Linked DNA regions of Mus musculus: all the other regions are linked to region 4. The links are chromatin contacts, called in public Hi-C and HiChIP or PLAC-seq maps. All regions are on one chromosome and are shown on one strand. Each heading gives the region's core, a stretch centred on a gene start, on an enhancer-like site or on the middle of the called end of the contact. The rest is flanking DNA. Distances are from core to core; before and after follow the strand shown.

Evidence for each region. A called contact is a pair of places that touch in the nucleus more often than the background predicts. HiChIP or PLAC-seq counts read pairs in DNA pulled down with a chosen protein or histone mark.
Region 1: a contact with region 4 is called in a Hi-C map of liver, with 2.7 times the contacts expected there. The contact joins the enhancer-like site here to the promoter of Man1a in region 4. A contact is called at or near these places in 6 of 39 promoter capture datasets (the 3T3-L1 cell line, 3T3-L1-derived adipocytes, erythroid cells and 2 more), 2 of 15 datasets of contacts at CTCF or cohesin (CD8 T cells and pro-B cells), 12 of 484 Hi-C or Micro-C datasets (B cells, CD8 T cells, the HL-1 cell line and 4 more), 6 of 115 datasets of contacts at active chromatin or transcription factors (CD8 T cells, bone marrow-derived macrophages, fetal liver and 2 more) and 3 of 9 other capture datasets (adipose tissue, liver and pancreatic islet).
Region 2: an H3K4me3 HiChIP or PLAC-seq map of intestinal villus epithelium shows a contact between it and region 4, with 4 times the contacts expected there. The contact joins the enhancer-like site here to the promoter of Man1a in region 4. A contact is called at or near these places in 3 of 39 promoter capture datasets (the 3T3-L1 cell line and liver), 2 of 15 datasets of contacts at CTCF or cohesin (CD8 T cells and the NIH/3T3 cell line), 3 of 484 Hi-C or Micro-C datasets (cerebral cortex, cortical neurons and nephron progenitors), 1 of 115 datasets of contacts at active chromatin or transcription factors (intestinal villus epithelium) and 2 of 9 other capture datasets (adipose tissue and liver).
Region 3: a contact with region 4 is called in an H3K4me3 HiChIP or PLAC-seq map of bone marrow-derived macrophages, with 4 times the contacts expected there. The contact joins the enhancer-like site here to the promoter of Man1a in region 4. A contact is called at or near these places in 6 of 39 promoter capture datasets (the 3T3-L1 cell line, 3T3-L1-derived adipocytes, erythroid cells and 1 more), 1 of 484 Hi-C or Micro-C datasets (double positive thymocytes), 4 of 115 datasets of contacts at active chromatin or transcription factors (CD8 T cells, bone marrow-derived macrophages, effector CD8 T cells and 1 more) and 4 of 9 other capture datasets (adipose tissue, liver, macrophages and 1 more).

What each region holds. Positions count from the first base shown.
Region 1 is chr10:53,986,143-53,992,121 of GRCm38.p6, forward strand. The region is part of intron 5 of Man1a (mannosidase 1, alpha); the gene reads right to left. Among named protein-coding and RNA genes, the nearest start is that of Man1a, 87 kb to the right of the region's middle. Within about 2 kb of position 4,594, at least 5 of the 459 cell types and tissues checked have an H3K27ac peak or open chromatin away from gene starts, as enhancers often do. A contact at or near this core is called in liver and pancreatic islet, where this site is marked.
Region 2 is chr10:54,156,652-54,163,064 of GRCm38.p6, forward strand. No RefSeq gene overlaps it. Among named protein-coding and RNA genes, the nearest start is that of Gm40651, 5.3 kb to the right of the region's middle. Within about 2 kb of position 4,635, at least 15 of the 459 cell types and tissues checked have an H3K27ac peak or open chromatin away from gene starts, as enhancers often do. A contact at or near this core is called in intestinal villus epithelium, where this site is marked.
Region 3 is chr10:53,955,818-53,962,403 of GRCm38.p6, forward strand. All of the region lies in intron 6 of Man1a (mannosidase 1, alpha), which reads right to left. Among named protein-coding and RNA genes, the nearest start is that of Man1a, 120 kb to the right of the region's middle. Within about 2 kb of position 4,159, at least 18 of the 459 cell types and tissues checked have an H3K27ac peak or open chromatin away from gene starts, as enhancers often do. A contact at or near this core is called in CD8 T cells, bone marrow-derived macrophages and effector CD8 T cells, where this site is marked.
Region 4 is chr10:54,074,334-54,080,819 of GRCm38.p6, forward strand. Man1a (mannosidase 1, alpha) reads right to left here and starts at 1,404. Exons shown (of 13, transcript NM_008548.5): 1 at 1,193-1,404; 2 at 83-937. The coding sequence starts at 691. It overlaps Gm16998 (predicted gene, 16998), which reads left to right and starts at 1,589. Exons shown (of 3, transcript NR_038016.1): 1 at 1,589-2,520; 2 at 3,890-4,070.

The DNA of each region.
Region 1 (5,979 bases), core at 3,344-5,843, 85 kb before region 4:
AGACATCACAAGCTATTTGAGATACAGACATACACACATATGTATGTGTACACACACGCACACACACACACACACACACACACACACACACACACACACAAATGGGCTTGTAAATACTTATTTGATAAAATGAGATAGAAAGCCAAGAAACTCATCTCTGCAGACCCTGACACTTTTGAGTTACGAGGCATTCCATGCCAGTGAATTTTTCCAGTTAACCGAACATCACCTTTTTATTTATATCAGTTTTAAGAGCCAGTCTATCTGCTCCCCTTGATTTAATGAGACATGCAGTGATACCGACTTGGTGACTCAGCATCACAGTCCTCTATAGATCCTAAGGCTGGACCAAGTGATGTAGTTTTCTCACCTGAATGATCTGTATTAGCCTTAATGCTCATCTGAACCCTTTGGTGCCTCAGTTTCTAAGTATGTGGATGGGGAATCAGTTCCCCAAATCATATGATGGCTGAGATTAAATGCACAAGAGCTTTTTAAAGAGCAATAATAGTTACCATCATCTTTCTTTGCTGTACGATAGTGGTTCCCTTAGGAACAATAGAAGAGTTTTAGGCTTTTTGTACACACTAAATGGTCCAAAAACTGCTGTGCGTTTCTGTCTGTTTTCTAGGGCCCTCCTCATTCTTTCTGCTATTAACTATCAGTTCATTACAATATAGACTTCTCATGTGGTAGTGTATTTATTTGCTCTCCCCTGGGTTGCAGCTTTCTTCTGTGAATAGTTGCCAGCACGAGGCCTGGGGATGATAAGTCATTGTCTCTTCTGTGTCTCCTTTATACTGAAGGGCATAAGCTTCAGAACATTGCAGGTTCTGAGCTCATGCCACAATCTGAACTATTAATTCTGTAGGCAAAAAGGTCATTGAATTACTGTTGTTAATAGTAGTAACATGACATTTTCTAAGCTGAATTTCTATGCACACATAGATCTTGCTTAATTTGTGTTTGTATGTAAAGGTATGTTGGTTTGGTCACATGAGAATGGAGTTAGGCATGTATGTGTGTGTATACAGGTCAATGGTCAAAGATGGTGTCTTCTTCAGCTGCTTTCTACCTTCGTTTTTTGTGATGGAGTTGAACCTGAAGCGCAGCACTTTGTCTGGGCTGGCTGGACAACAAGCTCCCTCACAAGCGTGGGAGCTCAGAGTGGGCTGTCATGCCCAATTTTTGACATGGGTTCTGAGAATGATAGTTCAGGATAGTTTGTGCCCCCGGTGTTTTACTAAATGAATCATCTCCCTGGCTACAATTACTTCTTAAAATGCACAGCACAAGCTACTCATTTTCCACCCTTCCTAACCTGACTGACTCTAGCTCATCACAATTGTCCTGTGGTTTGTTTTCATTCATCATATATACTCTGCAAGGGCTGTTGATTGCTTTTGGGCATTGAGATTACTATTTCATATAGAAGATGGATGAATACTTTAATTTATCAGATGGTGAAACTACAAAGGAAATCTGGCAGTGGTGCCATTGGTTTTTTTTTTTTTTGTTGTTGTTGTTGTTGTTGTTTTGTTTTTTGTTTTTTGTTTGTTTTTTGGTTTTTTTGGTCTCAACAATAACTTTTATTTTTTTAAATTAGGTATTTATTTCATTTACATTTCCAATGCTATCCCAAAAGTCCCCCACACGCTCCCCCACCCACTCACTCCCACTTCTTGGCCCTGGCATTCCCCTGTACTGAGGCAGATAAAGTTTGCACAACCAATGGGGCTCTCTTTCCACTGATGGCCTACTAGGCCATCTTCTGCTACATATGCAGCTAGAGACACGAGCTCCGGGAGGTACTGGGTAGTTCATATTGTTGTTTCACCTATAGGGTTGCAGATCCCTTTAGCTCCTTGGTTACTTTCTCTAGCTCCTCCATTGGGGGCCCTGTGATCCATCCAATAGATGACTGTGGGCATCCACTTCTCTGTTTGCTAGGCCCCGGCATAGTCTCACAAGAGACAGCTATATCTGGGTCCTTTTAGCAAAATCTTGCTAGTGTATGCAGTGGTGTCAGCCTTTGGAGGCTGGTTATGGGATGGATCCCCGGATATGGCAGTCTTTAGATGGTCCATCCTTTTGTCTCAGCTCCAAACTTTGTCTCTGTAACTCCTTCCATGGGTGTTTTGTTCTCAATTCTAAGAAGGGGCAAAGTGTTCACACTTCAGTCTTTGTTCTTCTTGAGTTCCATGTGTTTAGCAAATTGTATCTTATATCTTGGGTATTCTAAGTTTCTGGGCTAATATCTACTTATCAGTGAGTACATATTGTGTGAGTTATTTTGTGATTGGGTTACCTCACTCAGGATGATGCCCTCCAGGTCCATCCATTTGCCTAGGAATTTCATAAATTTATGCTTTTTAATAGCTGAGTAGTACTCCATTGTGTAAATGTACCACATTTTCTGTATCCATTCCTCTGTTGAGGGGCATCTGGGTTCTTTCCAGCTTCTGACTATTATAAATAAGGCTGCCATGAACATAGTGGAGCATGTGTCCTTCTTACCGGTTGGAACATCTTCTGGATATATGCCCAGGAGAGGTATTGCGGGGTCCTCCAGTAGTACTAAGTCCAATTTTCTGAGGAACTGCCAGACTGATTTCCAGAGTGGTTGTACAAGCTTGCAATCCCACCAACAATGGAGGAGTGTTCCTCTTTCTCCACATCCTCGCCAGCATCTGCTGTCAGTGTTGCCATTTTTGTCTTATATTTGTGTCCTTCTTTGTTAATTATGTTACCCCTCAGCTTCGCTTCTTAATTTCAGAAATGGAAAATGCATCTTGTCACTTACAACTTAGATATGTTCCTTTTTCCTCCACACCAAATTAAAAAAAAATTTGTTGGAAGAAATCATAAAATTAAGGAGACCCAAAAATATAGTGTATTATATTAATATGCTATTGTTATTTATAGTAATATAAAGTATTGATCTTGTCTTCCCTGACACAAACATTTTAATGCCTTAAGTATCTACCCTTACGAATAGTACTGAATACATTTTTAAGTGGCACTATTACACATGTACTATGGTGTATGCTTCAAATTCACCCTCATCAGCTTAACTTACCCCTGCCCCCCAGCATTCTATATTAAGAGCCTTTAAACATTTTCTGTCAAGATTTACATGGTAAATCTTTTGGGATTTGGCATTCACATGGTCTCCCTGTCTTGTGTTTGTTTCCTTTCATAATTCTTTAAAATGTAAAAACCATCCTTAGTCCTGCTGGCCAAAACAAGTCTGAGGCTGACTATGTTCAGAGTCACAGCTGTGGTTTTAAGTCCACAGATAGATTTCTGTAACACCCTACCCTCTACTTCAAGTGCTGGGGTCCAAGTCCAGGTCTTGTGCATGCTAGGCAAGAGCAGTATCATTGAGCTATACCTTCAAGTCTGTAATAGTCATTAACAATCTTGACACTGCAGACCAGTAAAAGAACTTCTTCAACAGAAATTAGGTAGCTTATCCGTCATTAATTCATAATTAGGTTTTGACTATTTTGATTATAAAAATGGAATGAAAGTCCTCACAGATAATCTTATATTCATGTACTTTGCCAACAGAATTATTTCCTCAGGACTATTGGCAGGTGTAGTTTCTGGTGAGAGGACTTTCGGTCACTCATTTACTCCCTGTATTTGCAAGGTCAAAGTGGTAACACAAGGTCAAAATGCACAGGCCAAAAGCGTTTCCGATCTTTGCCAGACCCTGATGAGCTTTAGCTTACTTGAAAGTACCTTTAATTTTCTCATTGAGATGAAAATATCTCATAATATTTTCACATATCTTATTTCATGACAACCCTGAATATACATTTAATAGACTGGCACTATATAATAATGATATCCTATGTAGTTCCGTGAGACAGTGTCCTGAATTAAAAGCAACCATTCCCAGAACACCAAAATAACATCTACTTCAATGAGTTCCTTAGTAGAAACATTTCAAAAACATTAAATTAAAGGATTTAGGAAGACCTTTCCTCCTTAACAAATGAAAGTGCATAGAAACCCAAGGAAATGCAATTCTGTGTCTTCTGTAGCCACTCATGCACCTACTGAGGATTTGTTTTGTTTTTCTGGAATGCTCTTTCAAATGATCACACACCATTTCAACATAATTTATATTTTCCAAATTATAAACTTTCAAAGAAGAGCCTCTTTTACAACTCTGACCTTTTAAAAATGTCAATTCATTTACTCTGCAAATATTTATTGAGTGCCTAAGAGCTGCCTTGCAGGCTGCATAAGACACGTGGAATATAGAAGTAAACAGGACAGCTGAGGTCAGAAACTCACAGGAACACAGAAAAAAAGCCCACGGAGCGGGATTTGTACTGGTTTATGGTGCCCAGGGAAGGATCAAGAAACAACTTCCATTTCTTCTTCAAAAGCAAATGAAGACAAACATTGAATACCTCTTACAGTAATCAGGCACAGCCTCATCTTTGGTTTTTACCACAGGAAGCTGCTAAATATATCACAGATTTAAAGAATGACGACTCTATTAAAACCCATAGAGAAAGTTATCATTTCAGTGTTTGTGAGAATCTTAAATTCAGTTTTTGGACCAAGTCGACTCCTACCAATATGACTAATGCACATCACACATTCATTTTTTTTCCTGCTGAACTGCTCAGCATCTTGAAGACTACTCTTCACACAACAATCACCCTCAGTACCTTTAGGTGCTTAAACACTAGGAAGACCCTGGGCTTGACCACTAGCTCAAATGAAAGACAAGGAGAGAAAGGGATGGAGGGATGTCCGGGGCACTGAAAGGAAGGAAGACAGAAAAAAAAAATCAATGTCTAAAGACTGACAATTCAGAAAATTCAGATCAACCCCATTGGATTAAGGTGCAAATGCTGTCCCAGAGATCAGTGGTTTCCATATCAAACAACTGTGCACGTGCCAGTGAATGACTTGGTATGGATGCTGGAAGTCCCATCTACTATAAAACAAAAGAAGATCTAGGCACTATTACTTAGGCATTAAATTTAGTTACTCTAAGCCAGCAGTCTTGGGGTGGGGGAAATGATCAAAAAACCCTGAGAATAATAATCTATGCATGACACATTAATGATGATAGAACCTTGTGTCATGAACTCTTCAACGTTTTTGAGAGGATTTCTGTTTTCTGATTTATTTGTGAAACTGGCATTTTCCTAAACATAAATAAGACCACCAACAGTTTAATATTCTAATAATAGATATATTGTTCCCCAGATGTTAGCATAAGATCTCTATTACAATGTCCTACGGAAGAAATGCTTTTCTTAATCCTTGGTCTAGTGAATTAGCACAATGGCAAATTCTCCTAATTTTTTCTTAACCTGTTTTGTAAAAAAGCATACAGTATTGAAGACAGGGAGTTTTACAGTACCAAGTCAGTGTGGCTGCCAATGTGTGGTCCTAAGAAAGGCAGCACTCGCCCTACCTGGGAACTTGGAAGATAGGAACACTTCCAGGGCCTACTCAGATCAACCCAGAAGTTGTGAGAAGGAAGGCTACAAATTTCTGTTTTAATGAGTCATGTGATGATGGACTTTTCAAGTCCTCCCTTTTGATCATCCTGAGATGTACAATTCACTTGTGCCTCGCATTGCCCTATGGAGCTGTACAATGTTACAACACCTTTCTCTTCCCTCAACTGTATGTATTTTGGTGATCATTACTCCTCTTTCAACATCTCTCCCTCTCCCCTTGGATTTGATGTGGACTACAGATGGGGATTCACACAATCGGAAGGCTTACGTATACTCCCAAGCATGGTAATTACCCTGTCTAGAAACCATACTTGAATATGGTTTGTCCAGCACACAGGCACCACACTGCTGATAGAGAGACAGAGCAATGGTATTAACAATCTTTAAGGTGAGCAAATAACAAATAGCACCAGAGTATAGAGCCAAGTGATGCTGAATTTTTAGCTTAACTACAAGCTGTTACATTTAAGAGCAACTTCCT
Region 2 (6,413 bases), core at 3,385-5,884, 86 kb after region 4:
GTGTGACAAAATACTTTGCTCTTGAAAGAATAAAATAAGAAGCAAAGTCTCAGGGGGTGGCGTGCACTTAATAGCTTTATTTATTTCCTGTGTGTGATTAAAATATGCTTATCACAGGTTAGAAGACAGAGTGTCTAAATTTCAGGGAAATATCACTGACAGCAAATGAAAATGTAATTCTGAGTCTTAAACTCCCTGAGTGCAGCATCTCAGCATGTCTTTCCTCCTTCTATGCTAGAAGAGTAGTTATAATTGTTGGAGAATAGGAAGATATAGGAGCTGGTTGAGCTACTGGACAGCAACAGGGCCACTGGGAATATCAACATATCAGAGGTTGCAGGAGAAAAATAGTTAATAGTAACTCTAAGTATCCAGGAGACTCTATAGCAAACAGATGTTCTTGATGAGAGCAGCCACATGAGATGTGTAAGCAAGCAGTTGTAAGGCACTGAGTTGTTTAGTAGTCAGGTTTGGGGAGTAGATCACAGAGGGAAGGAATGACATGTGGGGTGAGCTCAACATTAGGGACTGAAAAGGTGACACTAGCAGCTAATGAAGCTATCAAAACTGTAGACATCTGCATAAGAATGGCAGTAAGAACCTAGGATTTTGTGTTGCTATGGCAGCCAGAACTCAGAAATTCATGACTTCAGAAGTCAGGGAGGTGCAACTTTTGAAACATGAGCCAAACTTTTGAAACATTTGCTGATTGTGATATGCAAGGCAAGAGGCCAATAATAGAAGCAAAAACATTGCTAAAAGAGAAAGTTTTATGCAACTTTATATGATGGAGAGATAAAAGATTAAAGTTCTGTGATTAGTAATGAGAAGGGGTTCTAAAAATACTAGCATGCAGGATGATTGATGCAGTTTCAAACAACTGAGATAAAATATTCAATAAAAATGAGAAAATAAAAATTTATGTGAGAATTAAAATTATGAAAGATCAAATGGAAAATACAGATAAGTACATATAAAAACCAAATTGTATTGTTTAGGACTTGAATGTAACACAGTATTGGCTATAGCTAAAGAGAGGCCCCATAAGCTGGAAGATGGCAAGAAGAAAATATTTAGATTGGAAGATTAGAAGTAAAAATGACGAAAAATGTTCAAAAAGTGTGTGCTAGATTTATGAACAGTGATGCAAAATATTCATAGAAACCTAGAAGGGTAGACATGTTACCAACTTCAATAGACATTCAATGTCAACTTTATAGAAGAACACTGTTCAGAAACCAATATAAGATATCAATTCACACAATCATATACCCTAAGAAGAGTATATGCAAAGCAATCATAGATAAATTATTGGAGAGCACCCCAAATACATGGATAATATATTGGTATACAGAGGGAAAATAGGTATATGATTTCAAAAGAGTAAGATCATGAGTAACACCTGCTGTCTTGGCAGAAATGACAGAAGCAGAAGATCCTTGCTGACATGATTCTATAACCAGCAAACACGCCATTCACAAGTGAAGCTGAAATAAAGATATTCTAGACAAAGAAAGGCACAATAGAAACATAAAACAGAGCTGAGGTAAGCACATAGGAAGTACAGGGAATGTTTCAGGTAAAAGGTATCTCAGAGGAAACAAAATAAACAAGAAACCAGAAAAAGGGAACAACAGAGCACAGCTCGCAGAGTATCCATACCTGAGAACAAAGTGTGCAAATTCAGAGAGGAAACAGGCCTTGGAGCAAAATGTATGTAACTTCATAGCGCTCCAAATGTCATTGCTGACACAAAATAATACACCTAAACTTAGTCAAAGCTGGAGTGAGCACAGTTTTGCCCACAAAGTAGTTAAAATTCCACAAAACCAAAGCTAAATGTTCCATTTTTACCTTGCTAAAGGCCTGATTTAAAAAATAAAACAACAATCAACAAACCAACCAACCAACCAACCAACCAACCAACCAACCACCACCACCACCAACAACAACCAAAATACAAAATGTAAGTCAACCTAAGGGGAGTTGCAGCCTGTATATTATTATTAAGCCAAGGCAGAAGGCTATTCAAAATCAGACAGAAAACTGTAATACTAAATGCCTCTGTGTGTGTGTCCTGGATTATATATGGTGCACTGAGTTAGAAGTATTCAATGTAAAGCCACAGATGCATTTGTGTCTTCCTAATATGCTTAGCTAATTGGAACACAGAATATTTTGTATTTGCATGTGTTTTTGTAAGTAAAATTGAGTAATAGGGAATGAAAATTTATATTATTATACTATTCTTATCTCTAAACATCATATCCATGGTTTTAAACAAGCATCCTAAAATTGAATATAAGAAAATCTAAATGAGGCCAGGTATAATGGCACATGCTTTTAATCTCAACATCTAGTAGGCAGAGTCAGGGAGTTATCTTTGAGTTCAAGGGTAGCTTGGCCTACAAAAGGAGTTCTAGGAGAACTGGGGTTCTATGCATAGTCTATGTATCTATGTCCCCTCTTCAAAAAATATAAAATCTAAGTAAATATTAGATAACAAAAATAAAAATTTTGAAAATGAAATCAAAGGAAGAAATAATGTTAATTTTTTTTTGCAATTGTATTATACTTTACCGCTGACACCATTGCGTACACTAGCAAGATTTTGCTGAAAGGACCCAGATATAGCTGTCTCTTGTGAGACTATGCTGGGGCCTAGCAAACACAGAAGTGGATGCTCACAGTCAGCTATTGGATGTATCACAGGGCCCCCAATGGAGGAGCTAGAGAAAGTAACCAAGGAGCTAAAGGGATCTGCAACCCTATAGGTGGAACAACAATATGAACTAACCAGTACCCCCTGGAGCTTGTGTCTCTAGCTGCATGTGTATCAGAAGGTAGCCGAGTCAGCCATCAGTGGAAAGAGAGGCCCATTGGTCGTGCAAACTTTATATGCCCCAGTACAGAGGAATGCCAGGGCCAAGAAGTGGGAGTGTGAGGGTGGGGGAGTGGGTGGGGGAGTGTGTGGGGGACTTTTGGGATAGCATTGGAAATGTAAATGAAATAAATAACTAAAAAGAAATGGAAATAGTTTTCTTATAGTTTGAATATGCTTGTTCCTGGGAGTGCCACTATTTGGAGGTGTGGCCTTGTTGGAGTAGGTGGTCACTGTGGGCATGCACTTTGATACCCTTGTCTTAGCTGCCTGGAAGTCAATATTCTGCTAGCAGCCTGCAGATGAAGATGTAGAACCCTCAGCTCTGGCTGCACCATGCCTGCCTGGATGCTTCCATGTTCCCACCTTGATGAAAATGGACTGAACCTCTGAACCTGTAAGTCAGCCCCAAAAGTATGTTGTCCTTTATAAGACTTGCTGTTGTCATGGTGTCTGTTTATAGCAGTAAAACCCTAACTAAGACAAGTATCAAGTATTCAAGGTATAAGTTGGAATCATTACAATAAAGTAAATTATATTTAAGACATTAATAGAGAACAGTAGGTAGATATAAAGAAAGCATTTTTAAATGCAAAGATAACCAAGACATCAAAAGATAAGAACATAAAGAAATAATTTTTAAAACAAAGAGCAAAGCAACAGTTATGATCAGATTACTATCTGTAATTAAGGAAAGAACTTTAAATACTCCAATCAAAAATCAGGAATTACCACACCATGTTCAGACAGACCCTAGGTATAAGGGTATAAAGATACTGAAAATAAAAATGTTCCTAGCAACATACTAAATGTATTCACTATTTTGTCTGTGATGATCACAGCTCCTTCAAGCAGCACAAATATACTCGTATAGTATTTTATTTAAAAAAAACTACAAAATTAATTAAAATTTATGTATTCTTTGAAAAACTCCATACATATATGGACTGTATATCACATTTCTAACTCCAGTTCCTCCCAGGACCTTACATCTCATCTCCCCAACTTCACAACCTACTTTCATATTTATGTATTTATTTAACCCATTGAGTTCAATCAGTGCTATTCATATACGTATACACATGGGGAACCAATTCTAATAGAAAAAGCGTTGCTTTCCTCCAGCAGCCATCAACTGGCAATTGCTCCTCAGTAAGGAGCTGAGAACTCCTTGCTCCATGGTGGAATGTTTTAAGTGGCTTGATCTTTGCAGGCGTTGTGTAGGTAGCCACAGCTCTGTAAGCTCATGTCTGCAATACTTATGTCAGGTCCAGGGAACAACATTTCCTAGCACCCATCCCCATCCTACAGCTCCCACTTTCTCTCTGACTCCCTTTTCTTGATGTTCTCAGAGCCATCTGTAGGTTGGAGTTGGGGTTGTATGGAGGGTCCATGAAAACTTTAGAATTAGCAGGGAAACAATCCATGAAAAGACAAGAATGAACTCAGTTCAGCCTGATTTTGGTAACCACGCTGGGCCAGCACTTTAGAGTCTGATATCAACTTACATATTTTTTTTTGCCATGTTTAAGCATAGCACAATTTTGGGAAAAGTTTTCAGCCTCCTGAGCACAACAAAGTTTAAGACGCACTTGCATTGAGGCTCTTTACAAAGGACGTATGGCTTGATCTGTAAGATAGGTTCTCGTTGACTTAGAAACAATGCTCAAGATAAAGGTCTAGGGAGAATGACTGAAGTATATGTAATGCTTGTGGAAGTTAGGATTGGTGTGGTTCTAAGATAACATAGAAGTCACTTAGGCTGTTGTAAAGTGCAAAGGCCATCTCTCACAAGGAAGAGTTTTATGGCCTGGAAGTAATGCAGAAGGATTTACCAGAAAAGAGTCTGGGGTAAGTATAAATTCTGGAAGATACAGGTCGAGCCTGGCTCATCAGATAACGAAGGATCACCAAGTTGTAAACTACATTTATTCTCAGCATTGCAGGAGGAGGGGAGCTTAAACACCGCTTTCCTTTGAAGGAGGCCGGCGAGTTTGACTTTCCTGGCTTCTCCAGGGCTTATCTGTGTGCATAAGCACCCTTTGCCCTTTGCCGGTTGATACAGATGTCTCAACCAGAGCTGAGCTTTCACAGACACTTCTCAGCCATTAAAACAGTCATGTGCCTATGTATTAAACTATCTATCCACTGCAACAAGAAGTGTCGCAAATCTATCCACAAATTTATGAATATAAATAAGCACGGATACTTTGAAGACAGTTTGTCAACATAACCATTAGAAAAGTAACAACAACAGAATCTCTTCTAGGACTGGTGACTTCTCTAGCTATGAGTTTTAACCATGCTGACAGTCTGAGACAAAATTTCTCTGTGAAACAACCCTCAGATCTAATGAAGATAGTTGGTTATCACTATAAATAATCTTGTCACTCTGTCACTTTTTCATCTTGTTTGGTGTGTCACCAGTGAAGTATGCAGTGACCAGTGGTGGGTATGTCCAGACATATAATTCCTACTTCCCCCAATATCCTGTATAACACCTTCCAGCTCCACAAAAGCTAATGATCAGAAAAACTTCCTGGTCAGTCCAAGAGGGGATAATGTCTTCATCAATATCATCTTACCATGCAGTTACTGTGTGTGACCAATAGAAATAGCAATAGCATTGGTTTGGGGTGCTTCTTTGCCCTCCCTGGCCAATAACTTGTAAAAAGGTAACCTGTGCATGGCACTGAGATTTTCATTTAATAACCCATGTCTTCTGAGAACTATATTGTTCACTAGTGTAAGATACTTTCATTTACTTCTTTAAAATGTGCATTTCTAATTAGCTTAAAATGTTCTTTATACATCCTTAATGATGGTTTACCCACCACCTACCTCTGAGTTTCTTCCCTGTGTCTTCACCCTCACTTTAATCTTTAGTTTCCAGTAATCACTCCCCGTTCTTTCATGTCATGTATGTTCTACTAGACTTCTTACTTTTGGTAGATTGCTTATCCTAGGTAGCTTAGCTTCTTCATGCACACTTTATTTTGGTGAGCCCTGGCTCTAGACCCTAGTCTCCCTCTTTCATCTCTCTACTGTCTGCTTTAAGCCTTCTTCCCCAGTATTCCCTTTTTCTGTTTTCATCTTACCTATATCCTACTACCTACTCACTGGGTTTATCCCTGCACCAATGACCTGTTTCTAGTTTTATAACTTCTATATCCAGTTAGTATCAAACACATAGAACAAAAAATTTGAAGCTAGGATCTGTGTATGAGAGAGAACCTGTGGCATTTGACTTCCACTGTGTATGTGTGCCACACAGTTATTATGCAGTTGTCATTTCCTAACTATTATGAATGTAGAAGAAATGAGTATGGATGTGTAATAGAAGTATGGATATGGGAAATAAAGTCCTTTTGGACATAAGTCCAGGAATGGTCTAGTTAGGTCATATGGTAGAACTATTCTAGTTATTTGAGAGATCTCCAGACTGATTTTCAGAGTGACTACCAGAGTGAACACTAGTGTGTAAAGCTCCCCTTTCCACTCATCCTTGACAGCCTTTGCTATCATTTGGTTC
Region 3 (6,586 bases), core at 2,909-5,408, 120 kb before region 4:
AATAGCCAGAAGCTGGAAAGAACCCAGATGCCTCTCAACAGAGGAATGGATACAGAAAACGTGGTACATTTACACAATGGAGTACTACTCAGCTACTAAAAAGAATGAATTTATGAAATTCCAAGGCAAATGGATGGACCTGGAGGGCATCATCCTGAGTGAGGTAACCCAATCACAAAAGAACTCAAATGATATGTACTCACTGATAAGTGGATATTAGCCCAGAAACTTAGAATACCCAAGATACAAGATACAACTTGCAAAACACATGAAACTCAAGAAGAATGAAGACCAAAAGTGTGGACAATTTGCCCCTTCTTAGAATTGGGAACAAAACACCCATGGAATGAGTTACAGAGACAGAGTTTGGAGCTGAGACGAAAGGATGGACCATCTAGAGACTACCATACCTGGGGATCCATCCCATAATCAGCCTCCAAATGCTGACACCATTGCATACACTAGCAAGATTTTGCTGAAAGGACCCTGATATAGCTGTCTGTTGTGAGACTATGCCAGGGCCTAGCAAACACAGAAGTTGATGCTCACAGTCAGCTATTGGATGGATCACAGGGCCCCCAATGGAGGAGCTGGAGGAAGTACCCAGGGAGCTGGGGGGATCTGCAACCCTATAGGTGGAACAATGTGAACTAACCATTATGCCCCCAGAGCTTGTGTTTCTAGCTGCGTATGTATCAGAAGATGGCCTGGTCGGCCATCAGTGGAAAGAGAGGCCCATTGGTCATGCAGACCTTATATACCTCAGTACAGGGGAACACCAAGCCAAGAGGTGGGAGAGGCTGGGTAGGGGAGTGGGTGTGGGAGGGTGTGGGGGACTTTTGGGATAGCATTGGAAATGTAAATGAAATAAATACCTAATTAAAAAAAAGAACCTCTTGCTTTCTTAGTCATAAACTGAGAATCTCAACAACTTTTAAAAAAACAGTAGATAATGACATATTAAACTCTTTGTATAGATACAAGTGATGTACACACTTATCTGTGTAGATGGAACTAGATATGAATGACATACCTTCATATCAGTGATCACTTTAAACCTTTATATATGGTAAACTTCTTTAAGCATACAAAAGAGGGCAGAATAAGTGTGTATACACTCCTTTTCATGTGCTTTTTCTAACTGCACCACCGTCCCTACCATGCTCCCACGATCCATGCTTTTGCATCAGACAAATGTAAACCTAGTCTTTCTTGATTAAAAAGAAGTTTAAAGATAAGCAACAATAGAAATGTCTGCGAGGGAACTCCTTGAGGTTATCCTACCATTCTATGATACTTAGTATATAGAATTCTCATTAGTATGCACTATAAATGACTTACCTTCAAATTATTTCTAAATATATTTGGGCGAGACCTTTCTACTTAGGATAATATAGTCACTAAGATGACTATTCGGAAGGACATAGAGCAGCACTCATCCAAATGAATGATTATCAAAAGTGCATCCAGAAGTCAGGGAATGCAGATCAGAAAGCTATCTGCTCTTCTGGATAAAACAGTATTCTCAGGGGAAGCAGCTGGGCAAAGCCTGTCTCAAAGATAAAAAAAAAAAAAGAAAAAAAAAAAAAAACCAAACCAAACCGAAAACCAAAAACATAATTTCTCAGAGACTGGGATATACAGAGTGAGAGTCTATCCCCAAAGCAAAACTCCAGGTTCTAAACTAAACTGAACTGAACTAAACAGACAACCAAGCCCTAGCTATCGCATTTATGACTTAAAACATGGTGTTTCAGGTAATAGCCCCAAGAATGTCTCCTGGGTCACAAGAACCTCCTGCTCCTGTGACTCGTACTCACGCTGGCCTCATATATGTGCAAACACTTGTGGCATCTTAGTGCAAGAAAGAAAAGAAGGTAATGGTTGCATTAAATTTGTCCATTATTAATACTGTATTTCTGGAATCTAGAAATTTTCACACAAAAATATTTATCTACAGCTTAAAAACAAAGGCTATATATATATTTAACAGTCGGAAAACCACATGGTTGTGTTTCAGGGGAACATTTCCATAGTACCCCATGACAATTTTCCACTTTTAACATTCCTGATAACTGCTGGACCTAAGACTCATGATTAAACATTCACAATTCCTGCTCAAATCATGTAGTTAAAATGCTTGCATCCTATCAAATTATTAAGAAGAGTTTGCCAAATGTAGTAGGTCTACCATTATTTTTAATGAAGTTCTCATCTATATTTAAAGTGAACAAAACATTTTGATATATTTTTCTCTCTCTCTCTCTCTCACACACACACACACACACACACACACATACACCTGCACATACTCATGCATATGCAACTAAAAATGGAGAGAGAGAGAAACTGGCATCAGGGAGATGGTTTCCAAAGCTTCTGTTCAAACTCAGCACTGAGCTGATGGGGCTGAGACAGGTCAGTGCGAGGGGAATGGGAAAGAAGCTTGTATATGAGAGGTGCCAAAATATCATAAAAAACATAGTGGACAGGATTCGATGACCGACTGGATGCTGGGGAATAATGCCCAAAGGTGACCTCAAGGGTGGTGAACGACGATACTGGTTTAAGAACAGATCAGTCTGGAAGGCAAGTGGCATGGGGGTTGAAATGATGCACAGGATTTATGACAGGTGAGGTTTAGAAGTGACCTCGAATGCAGCTAGATCTTAACCGACTAGTGAAGACAGCACCAGAGCCAGGATTAAGGAGTCTCAATGTGTTACACATGGTACACTGATCCTGGGTACCTTTGCTTCTAAGGGTTTGAGAGAGCCAGTGCAGCTCCACCCCACCTCCATGGTTACATACTGAATATGTAGCTACTTGATTCTACCCTGATTTAAGGTAGAGATCAGCTACCCCCCAGGCAAGTAGCTCCCTCAGGTCCACAAGAGCTCCCTGACATGCTTCAGAGTCACACTACCACATGTGCCATCACCCTCACAGTGCTCAGAGCCACGGTAACACTGCAGGGGACACTGATGTTCAAAGGTAGCAGTGTTCAGCCAGCCACCAAACAATCTGGACACAGACCACTGGCATGTAACCAGGAGAGCATTCCAGATATGGTGAACAGTAGAGAAGGAAGTCTACACCATGGAGCATGAGGGGCGATGGGCACACTAGCCATTTCTCTCAAGGCGAGCAGAGAGGGAAAATTCCTTGGAAATGCTGAAGCCCCATGACTTTTAAAGCCAAAATAGATTATGTAGTAGTGTTTTCACCCGTGCTAGTTTGATTTCATTATCAAGGTGCCAACTAAACACTAAAGATGGGCAAGAAAGTGACAACAGAAGTTTCTTCTAAAAACATTTCAATCATCTGGGTCTTTGAGAAATGGCTTGGAAAGCAGGAAGACGAAAAATGTTATGGTGTTTGTTGTAACAAACCATAATGTGGTCTGTAAACAACTTTATGTGTTGATCTTCCTGACTTAAAAGATACCTAGATAGCTAGTCAAATATTTCTGGCTGTGTCTTGAGAGTGTTCCTTCCTCAAGGAGAGCAAGACTAGAATTAGTTACTCTCTTACCTGCTGGGTGAGTACCATCCAGATCTCTGAGGGCCTGGATAAAACAAATAGGTGGGGATTCTGTTCCTTCGAGCTAGGTCATCCATCTTTTTCTGCCCTTAGATGTGTGAGCTCCTGATTCTCAGCCTTTAAACTGCACTCACTGTACAGTGGCCCCCTTGGATCTCAGGCCTTCAGAGTCAGTCTCTGAGACCCAGAGACAGCTCCTGCTTTCCTGGGTCTCAAGCTTCCAGAGGGAAGACCATAAGGCTTCTTGGTATCCACAAGGAGACATGACAATTCCCACAATAAACATTTTCTCCTATATATTTCTGTTTCTTATAGTTTCCCTACCCCCAGAGAGGAGACATGGGAACTGAAAGGAAAAGAAGTATTGGGAGAAGTGGACTAGAGAGAAACAAAGAAGAACCATCAAGAGAGAAAAGGGGTACGGTGGGAGAAGGAAAGAGGGAGGGCTCAAAACACAAGCTTTGGGGAGGACAAGAGTGGAGAGGTGTGTGGGTTTCTTTCAGGGAAACAAGGGTTGGCAGTAGACACTTTTTTTTGATGTAAGGGGAGAGGAAGGAAGTGATTCATGTACAATTCAAGACTCATGCATTGGTGCTGCTGAGAAGTTTCACCGGAGATGGAAGACAGCTCACAGAAGAGTGTGTATAGGAGGTGAGGGTGAGGTAGTGAGCTGTTTCAAGGAGGATCTGTGAGGAACAGGAGCCTTGAGCAGCAGGGAGAATAGGGAGAGGGCCAGCTGAACACAGACAAGGGCTGGAATGTTTCTCTCCATCACACAGGCTCGTGCTGAATACAGTTTCAAATGTGTTCACAAATGTGTTTCACAAATGGGGAGGGAGGGAAAGGCAAGGAAGTTATAAAGATTGTATGGAGGGAGAAAAACTAGTTCTACAGAAGGCACCAGGCAAAGACTCAGGTTTATTATTCTAGAAAGGAGATCAAAGAGATTCCCACAATCTTATTATTTATATTAAGATAGGAAAGAAGCTAGAAAAAGGTTTCCATTTTTAACTTAAAAATATTTATTTTATTTTTGTGTATGTGTGTGTCTGTGTGTGGGCATAGGAGCAAGGGTGCCATGGAGGTCAGAGGAACTCCCTGGAGATGGACATATAGCTGGTTGTGCACTGTCCAATGAGAGTGTTGCAAACTCAAGTCTGGCCTTGTGCAAGAGGAAGAGCAAACCTTTCTAACTGTTGAGCGTTTGAAGACTGTAGAGGGTAAGAGAATCATCAGACATTGGTACTAGCTGTCTCATGTCTGTGGCTTACACACTTATCATCGTCTGGTGTTATGATCAACAGAGTAATAAGTTTATTTATTTCATCTTTATATTGGAAAGGAATCTAGGTACTACCAACATTCTTTAGGGAAACCCACAAAGCAAATATATAATTCTTCAAGATTCTTCTATACAGAACTATGCTCATTATGCAGATTCTATTCTTTAAACTTCTATGCAATTATAAACATGAAGTTAGTCTTTACAACTCAGATTGGGAGTTTGATGTAACTACAGAAACACATTGGAGACTTTGATCCTCATTTAAAACCATCACTTAGCACAGACGTCCTTCATCATTTACTGTCTATTCCACAGTATTAAGTGGTTAAAAGTGGTTATGTGGTTAAGGCCTTCTGAGCTATTTCAAATGGTAACAACCCAAGAAAGACTGCCTACCCAACACCCTTTTTGAGCACAGCACCGTACATGGCCCACTTCTAGGTGGGTAAAATCAAGGCAAGGAAAAGTGAAGGTGCTACCAGAGTATTTAATCTTGTAATATTTACATCCAGTTACAAGTAATTTAGGACTTTCCTCTAAGCCAATTAAAAAGAAAGTGCTCAAGAGCAATCTAAACAAGATCAAAGGCCACTTAACATAATGAGACAACGTGGCCATTACCGACTGCCAAGTGATGAGAAATTGGCCTGGCCTTAAAGGTAAATGACTCTTGGATATTTACTGTTTATGGCAGCAGCCTTTGAAGGCAAGTGCAAGACTTTTAATTAGGAGTACAAGGAGAAACTATCAAAGCTGCTATTTCTGAATTTTTTATCTAAAAGTAAGAAAGAAAAGCTTCATTGAATTAAACATTCAGACATGCACTGCTCTTGACCATGGGTGAGTCTGTGAGAGGCAAAAGAAAGGGATGGAGAGGTGGAAAGCTGCTATAGGCTCCAGCCTTTGGTTACCTCTGATGCTGTGCCTTGGAGTGCTTCCTACATTAACAAACAGCAGAATAATGAGAGCACTCACTCGTGCTCCCCAAAGAGAAGGAGGGTGACTGGGTGGGATGAAGGTTTTCATGAAGAGGGGATTTTCTGATCACCGCAAGAACTACTGAGTCCACATCACAAAAGATGCATCCTGGAGTTTGCTCATATTTCCTGTGACTACAGCTTAGTTTGAAAGGAAGAAAAGAAAAAGGAGGGAAATACACTAGCTATTTCAAAACAGAAGCTGCAAGTTTGTATGAATTAAATAAATGGCCATTGAGGAGACTGCTCAAGGAAAAGAATACTTTCTTTGAAACCAGGTGTTTATGGAAATGTTTGTAAGATAAATAGTTCATCTTTTAAAAACACATATTTGTATTAGACTCAAAATTAGAAATCCCTACCTTGAGCATTCAGAGGCAGTTTGTTAGGAGTGTTGGAACACATTCCTAAAAACTGTGTGTATATACATATGTATTTATTATAATTGTATATGCAAACCATTCACCTATTAAGCTACAGAATAAATGGTATCAGGAGTAACACTTTCTAGCAAAACTTCCAAGAAAATTGTTTGTGTAACAAAAAAATCAGTTGAAATATATGTGTTTTAGGAAAGTCTGGCAGTACTCCACTTTCCTTGTGCACTTGTATGTTTTTTTATTTACAAATGTAGGTGAGCAAGCACACGTGTGCACGTGCATGTGAACACCAGAGGTGGGAATTAGGGCATCTTCCGTAATCACTTTCCACTTTACTTTCTCAGACACAGTCTCTCCCTAAAGCTATAGTTCACTCACTGATTTGGTTAGATCGGCTGGCC
Region 4 (6,486 bases), core at 154-2,653:
GGTGAAGTCCTAAGTTCCAATCGTTTATCAAACCTCCCAGAAAACAGCAGCGTGAGTGGGATTTCAGGCAGGCTTTACTCACCTCTTTGATCTTTGCCCTCTTCTCACGGATGGTGGCGTCAGCGGGCTCCCGGTTCTCTACCCCGACGGGGGGCAGGAAGTCCACCTTGGGCAAGCCCCTAAACAGATCCTTGTCACGCAGCTGGTCCTGGGCCACCTTTTCCTTCTCCAGCAGAATGTCTCTTTGGATCTCCTCCGGCAGCTTCTGCAGGGTCTCCTTGGCTTCCCTGAGAGCCCGCTCGTGGTTTTCGCGGATCCTGGCTAAGTTGTCTTCCAGTCCAGCTCCAGGGTCCCCAGGCGCGCCTTCCTCGCGGTGCCGGACTCTCCCCTCGGCGGCATCCTCCGCACGCGCCCCGAGCCCGGGCTTGTGCTCCGCCGGCGGCTGCAAGGCAGGGTTGGAGTGGAACAGGACCCCGCTGAGCAGCTTGGAGGAGTCAGGCAGGAAGAAGATTGCCCCGAAGCAGAGCGTGATGAAGGCGCTGAACACCAGCAGCAGCACGAACTTCTCGGTGAGGCGGAAGGCAGCGGGGCCAGACCCCTTCCTCCCGCCGCCAAGCCCCCCGCCCAGGCCACTGCCCAGGCCGCCGCCCCCAGGGCTACTGAAGAGCGGCAACAGGCCCCCCACGGGCATCGCTCCGGAGGTTGTAGCCGCCGGCTGACAGTCTGTCCAGGGGCCCGGCGCCGAGCCGCTCAGCAGCCAAACTTCGCTGCCGCCGGCTGTCAGCGGCTGCGGGGCCGGCTCTTGCGCATCCAGGCCGCCCAGAGCGCGTGTCTGGGCTGCGGGTCTCCCCGCTTGAAGCGGCTCCCCTCCGGCGATCCTCGCCGGGGCGGCTCCTTTGGCAAACAGGCACGCGCGGCAAACCGCTGGCTGCAGCCCCTGTTGGGGGGAGAGGAGACAGTAAAAGCGCAGTGGTTAGGAAGGTGCTGAGAAAGTTTCCAGTGGGGTCTCCGCCCTCCCCTGGACCCGGGATCCGCAGGACCGTATCCCGGCAGGCAACCCCGGGGTCCAGCCGCGGGCACCACCCTCAGAGCCCACTTTGGACTTGGGGTGAAGTTTTCCAGCCGCGGAGGCAGGGTGTCCCGCGACATCTGGGTCAGCACAGCGGGCACCTCGGTGGCAAGGGCGGCGCACCTCTGGGCAGCAAGGGCGCCGCGTGCGTAGGGGGTTCGTCAACTTCTCCAGCTGCCCATCTCCGAGCGCTTCCCGGCGGGTGGTAGCACGCGTACAGCCGGGTGGCTCTGAGGCCCCGGGACACGGCTCAGGTGAGCGAGCGCACCGACCTGCCGGCGTGAGCCAGCGAACCAGGCACCGTACTGCCCTCCGTCGCGGCCCCGCCGTGCACTAATAGCACTGCCGGTCTCCCGAGCGGTCGGAAACGAGGGCGGTGACGCGTCCGGAGAGTGACAGCGCGTCCGGGCCAATCTTACGCCTCCCAGGGTCCCGCGGGGGTGGAGCCGAGGCGGGGAGGGGGCCGCACGGGGCGGGGAGTTTACGGGAAGCGCTGCCTCTCCGGGACCCGGCAGAGGCGGGGAGGTCGCGGCTCCCCTGGGCTCCCGAGGACTGGAACTGCGCCCGGGAGCCGTGTTAAGACTCGCCCGGAGGACCAGAGCCGGAGTTGGTCCGAGCTTATTCCGCCCAAAACCTATTCAAGCCGAAGCCCCAAAGGTAGTGGATCCCCGAGTGACCACTACTAATATGGTAGCGACAGCTTGCCCCAGTACTCGAAATTGGCGATCCCGAAGAGCATGCAGGGGATTGCGGGGGCAAGCCGTGGTTTTGAAGTGGTTTTGAAGGCTTTTCTCCAGCCACCCCTTATTACCCAAGACAGGGATTCCCCGGTGCCCAATAACTCTCAAATCCAAAGTCTCCAGGCTCCTCCACAAAGCTTTTGAGCTCTCTACTCTACCTCGTTAAGAGCCTTTTACATCCTAGGCGACTTGGGGTTTGGGGACTGCTTGGGGCTCTAAGTATACACCCTCTTCCCCTTACAATAAACAACAACAACAACAAAAGTTGTATGACTCCCCCACACTCCCCCACACCCCCCCCACTTTCGAAATTCATTTACCTCATCGCAGTTGGTCAAATTTTCCATTCAAAGAAGACAGTTTTATGCTGCCAGAGCTCCAAGCAATAAATTGAACCCTGTTGAAATTAAGTCTTGGATGCGACAACTCCCAGCGAAGGCAAGACTTGGTCCAACAGAGATTGTTTTCAACACAGCCTTGCAGTATTCAGTCTCATGGAATGTCATGGAAACTGGCTCCACCTCCCATGACATCCATTGGAATGCCCTGCTGATATTGCATAGATCTACATTTTGACCTGGCTGGGAACCCCCTGCCTCAGGGTGAAGAGACAAGAAAACATTTCCCAAACTGTGTTATGAATCCCCTGTTGCTCCACAAAGAAACAGTTACCAGAGGGAAATTTGACTGACTTCCCACTCCTGAAAGCTGGTTTGTAGCAGCTCTGTTTACCCTCAACCTTCTCCGGAAACATGATTTTAAAGTGTGCCCTTTACTTGTCTTAAACCAGAGGAAAACAGCTGGCAACTTCCAGGAGAGTGCCCACAGCACAGTTGTTTCCAGGTGTTGTGCTGTGTGCATAAAGTAAAAAAGCCAAGGCAGAAATCCTAAGGTCGTTTTCGTTTAAATGTTAATTATCATTTTTAGCCATCACTGTTTGTTGTGTATTGGGTTTGTGCAAAATGAGCCAGTAACATAGTCAGAAGTTCTGGTTAATAAGAAATTATGGCTTGATAAATGTGACTTCATAGCTTGATTATTTTGATACTTGCTATGAAATTCTATGCCCAGAAGAGTGCAGCATATCCAAGCAGGGTAATAGATTTAGCTCTAAAAATGAAAGCAATAATGTTTTCTTTTAATGACGAAAAGGTAAATTTCTTTCAAAGTACATTTGTAGGTTGTGCTTAGGTTGAAAACCTAATGACTGAAATAATAGTGTTTATCTCAATGAGACCCTTGAAACAGCTACCTCACAGAAAGGAAGACAGATCCCTAGAAACAGGGGCTAACTCCTGAGGAAGCCAGTTGCTTTCTTTCTGGTCATTTGGTGATGGTAATTGTGCTGCCATTATTTTTCCAACTATGTTTTAAAAATGGGATTAATTTTAAAGAGACAGGAATACCTATGAACTTTGATTTAATTTGGTATATGTATTCCAGAAAGTAATAAAATCAACCTTTAAGTACATATACAAGGATATGACAGAGAAGTCTTAACTAATTCTGTTTCTAAACTCCTTAATCTTGACTCCAAATCAATCTGGGAATTTAGGATACTTCCTATAGTGGATGCATTAAAAATTTAGCACATCGAAATTTAAATTTTATTTATATATATTATTTCTAAACTTTTAAGGGGACTGTTCTTTTTATTTTGGTTCACTTTTGTGACACTTACTTTAAGATTCCCCCATCCCACCCCACCCCCAGTTTATCATTAGATGTAGGTTTATTGTAATTAAAGTTTGGTTTTGATAATCTACTTAACAAAGAGTTAGCCTGTGTGATGGAATATAAGTCCACATTCAAGGATGCCCATCTGTGTGAAGCAGGTTGAGAACGTGTTGAGAAATGCCCATACTCGGGCTACAGAAGGTTTGAAACAGACTCACAGTGGAGTTATTTTAAGGCATATGCTAATGAAATCTGCCTTGCAAATCTCTTTATATAGCCACCCAAGGCCCCATGTATGTATGGAAAGCAGGGAGGACAGACAGCAGGTAAGAATGAGCATGCTATAGCGGGCTGCCACGGTGTCTTGATCTCAGTGCTTAGAGCTCTTTATCTTCTCTCTCAGAAAAACATGGAGATGGGAAATGAATGAGACTACTTCCAGTTTCTCAAGCCATGAATCTTTATTCTGTCTCTTGAGTGAAGACTGCAGCTTACCTACCTGAAGGAATGCCTTGATCTTTGTGAACCCAGCGGTTTTGACAGGACTACTGTTTACTCATTGTGAATGGGCTAGCATAAACTTGGTCTGTCTGTCTGTCTATCTGTCTGTCTGTCTCTCTCTCTCTCTCTCTCTCTCTCTCTCAGCTAGTCCTTCTGATGTAAAGCTCTCTTGTCCTGTTTGCCACTTACCTATAAGTGAATTCTCACTTTATCTCTCTTTCAGTACTTTTATCTCAGTGTCTTTCTTTAACAATTTGTAGATACTTATGTTTTGAAATTTTAAGAATAGTCAAAGCATTCTCTGGTTAATATGGCTACTTGAATTTCAGAGTTGTTTTTTTTTTTTCCAAAAATAAATGAACGAAAGGTAGATTTAGCATTTATAGTACCATAATTGTAAGCACAACTCAAGGAAAACTGGCAATATTTTAGCAAGTTAATAGTGTTGTAAAAAGCAGTGCATGGAGGGTGGTGAGATGACTCAGTGGTTAAGAGCACTGACTGCTCTTCTGGAGGTCCTGAGTTCAAATCGGAGCAACCACATGGTGGCTCAAAACCTACTATAATGAAATCTGAAGACAACTACAGCGTACTTACATATAATAAATAAAATCTTTAAAAAAGAAAAAAAAAGGCAGGGCAGTGGTGGCACACACCTTTAATCCCAGCACTCAGGAGGCAGAGGCAGGCAGATTTCTGAGTTCAAGGCCAGCCTGGTCTACAAAATGAGTTCCAGGATAGCCAGGGCTATACAGAGAAACCCTGTCTCAAAAAACCAAATCAAACCAAACCAAACCAAACCAAACCAAGCCAAACCAAGCCAAACCAAACCAAACAAACCAAACAAACCAACCAAACAAACAAACAAAAAAAGCAGTGCATTTTTAAAAATGAAAGCACTAAAAGCTTTCTTGGGTATTTTCTTCAATCCTCAAGTGATAATTCTATGAAAGATTTTTTTAAAGATACTAATTTTTTTTGGATTCAAAACTAAAATATATCTCAATGAATAAGTAGATTTGATATAGATAACAAGTACTGAATATTTTTAACAAGTTACATCCCTGATTCATAGAGTTTCTAATTTACTTCAAATCCAGGTCAGAATGGCTCTTGAGTTTTCATTTTAAAAGTAAAATGTAATCTGAAGAAAATAGTTTATTGTGAATGTCAATCTTGACATTTCAATACTTCAATGGACAATCCTGAATTTTATATTAACTTTCACAAAACAATTAATTAAAGACTTAAAGGGAACTATCAGTAATATTGGTACTTAAATTGGAGGGCATAGTCTATTTATAATGCCGAGTTTTTGTTTTTTCTTCCCCTATATTTACCTTGGATGGCTAAAGTAGTAGAATACTGTTATAGAAATCCCGTTACCCTTACAAATAAGAAAGGAAGGAGTAGCTAGCTATACAGGGTTGAATCCTTATGCCCACCTTGACTCTGCGGGACCAAGTTAAGACATCTATTTTTGTTTTAGCAGTTACTTAGAGATATCAGAATCCCCAATTTTAAAACATCCTATAGCAGAAATATTTGTCAACTGGCTTTGAGGAACTTCCCATGGAATTCTCTGTAGAAAGGAAGTTGTAAATAGTGCTTTGGCTTGCCAGTATCCTCTATGAAAGTGTGGGGCTCTACAGAAGTCTACAAAAGTGTTGGAGGAAGATACTATTACAATGCCAGTAGTCAATGTAGCATTATAAGTTTTCATTCAGTTTGAACATTGGAGCTTGAAGCCAAAGTGCCTTTAAAGAAGAAAAGTGATGATAGTCTCAGAGAAAGTTCTCAAGTTTCAGGATGAGAATGGTGTATGGAAGTTCTCAGATGTAGTTTCCATGAGATTAACCAAGAGCCTGAATAAAATAAGCCTGTAGAGTACCTGGGCAAGGGATTGAACAAGAAATTTATTATTGAAGACATTGTATACCCTTGGTTTTGTGACCATGGCACATGAGTTGCCTGTGTTCTGTAGCTCTTGTACTATATCTGCAGCATTGTTGTGGATTTCAAGCAAAATGTTTGAAGTGATGTCTGGCATAGTAGGCACTGAAGAAGTTTAAATAAATTTCTCCCTTTCCCTTGTAAGAGAATTAAATGCTAGGCCTGGAAAAAGACAGGAATCTGTCAGATTCTCAAAAGAATGATCCTAAAGGAGGGAGAAGGAAAGACATTACGGATGTGTCCTATAATACATATCCTGAAATAACTTCCACCCCAGGAAGGGATACATTGGCACCTCCATCCAGCCGTGCCCCGGAGAGGGCTATGTGGCATCCCTTCTCTCTTTGTATAGGCAGGATCAATACTAAGGCACCCCAAACCTTGAGAAAGTGTGAGTGATAGCAAAGTCTCAAAATGAGCAAAATGACATTCATGACAGTGCTTGAAGAATCTGAAGCCATGGGTTCTGGGCAGAAAAATCTTCATAGGGGATGTTAACAGTAGCCATTAAGGACGTGAGAAGATACATTTATGGCTTGAGAAGAT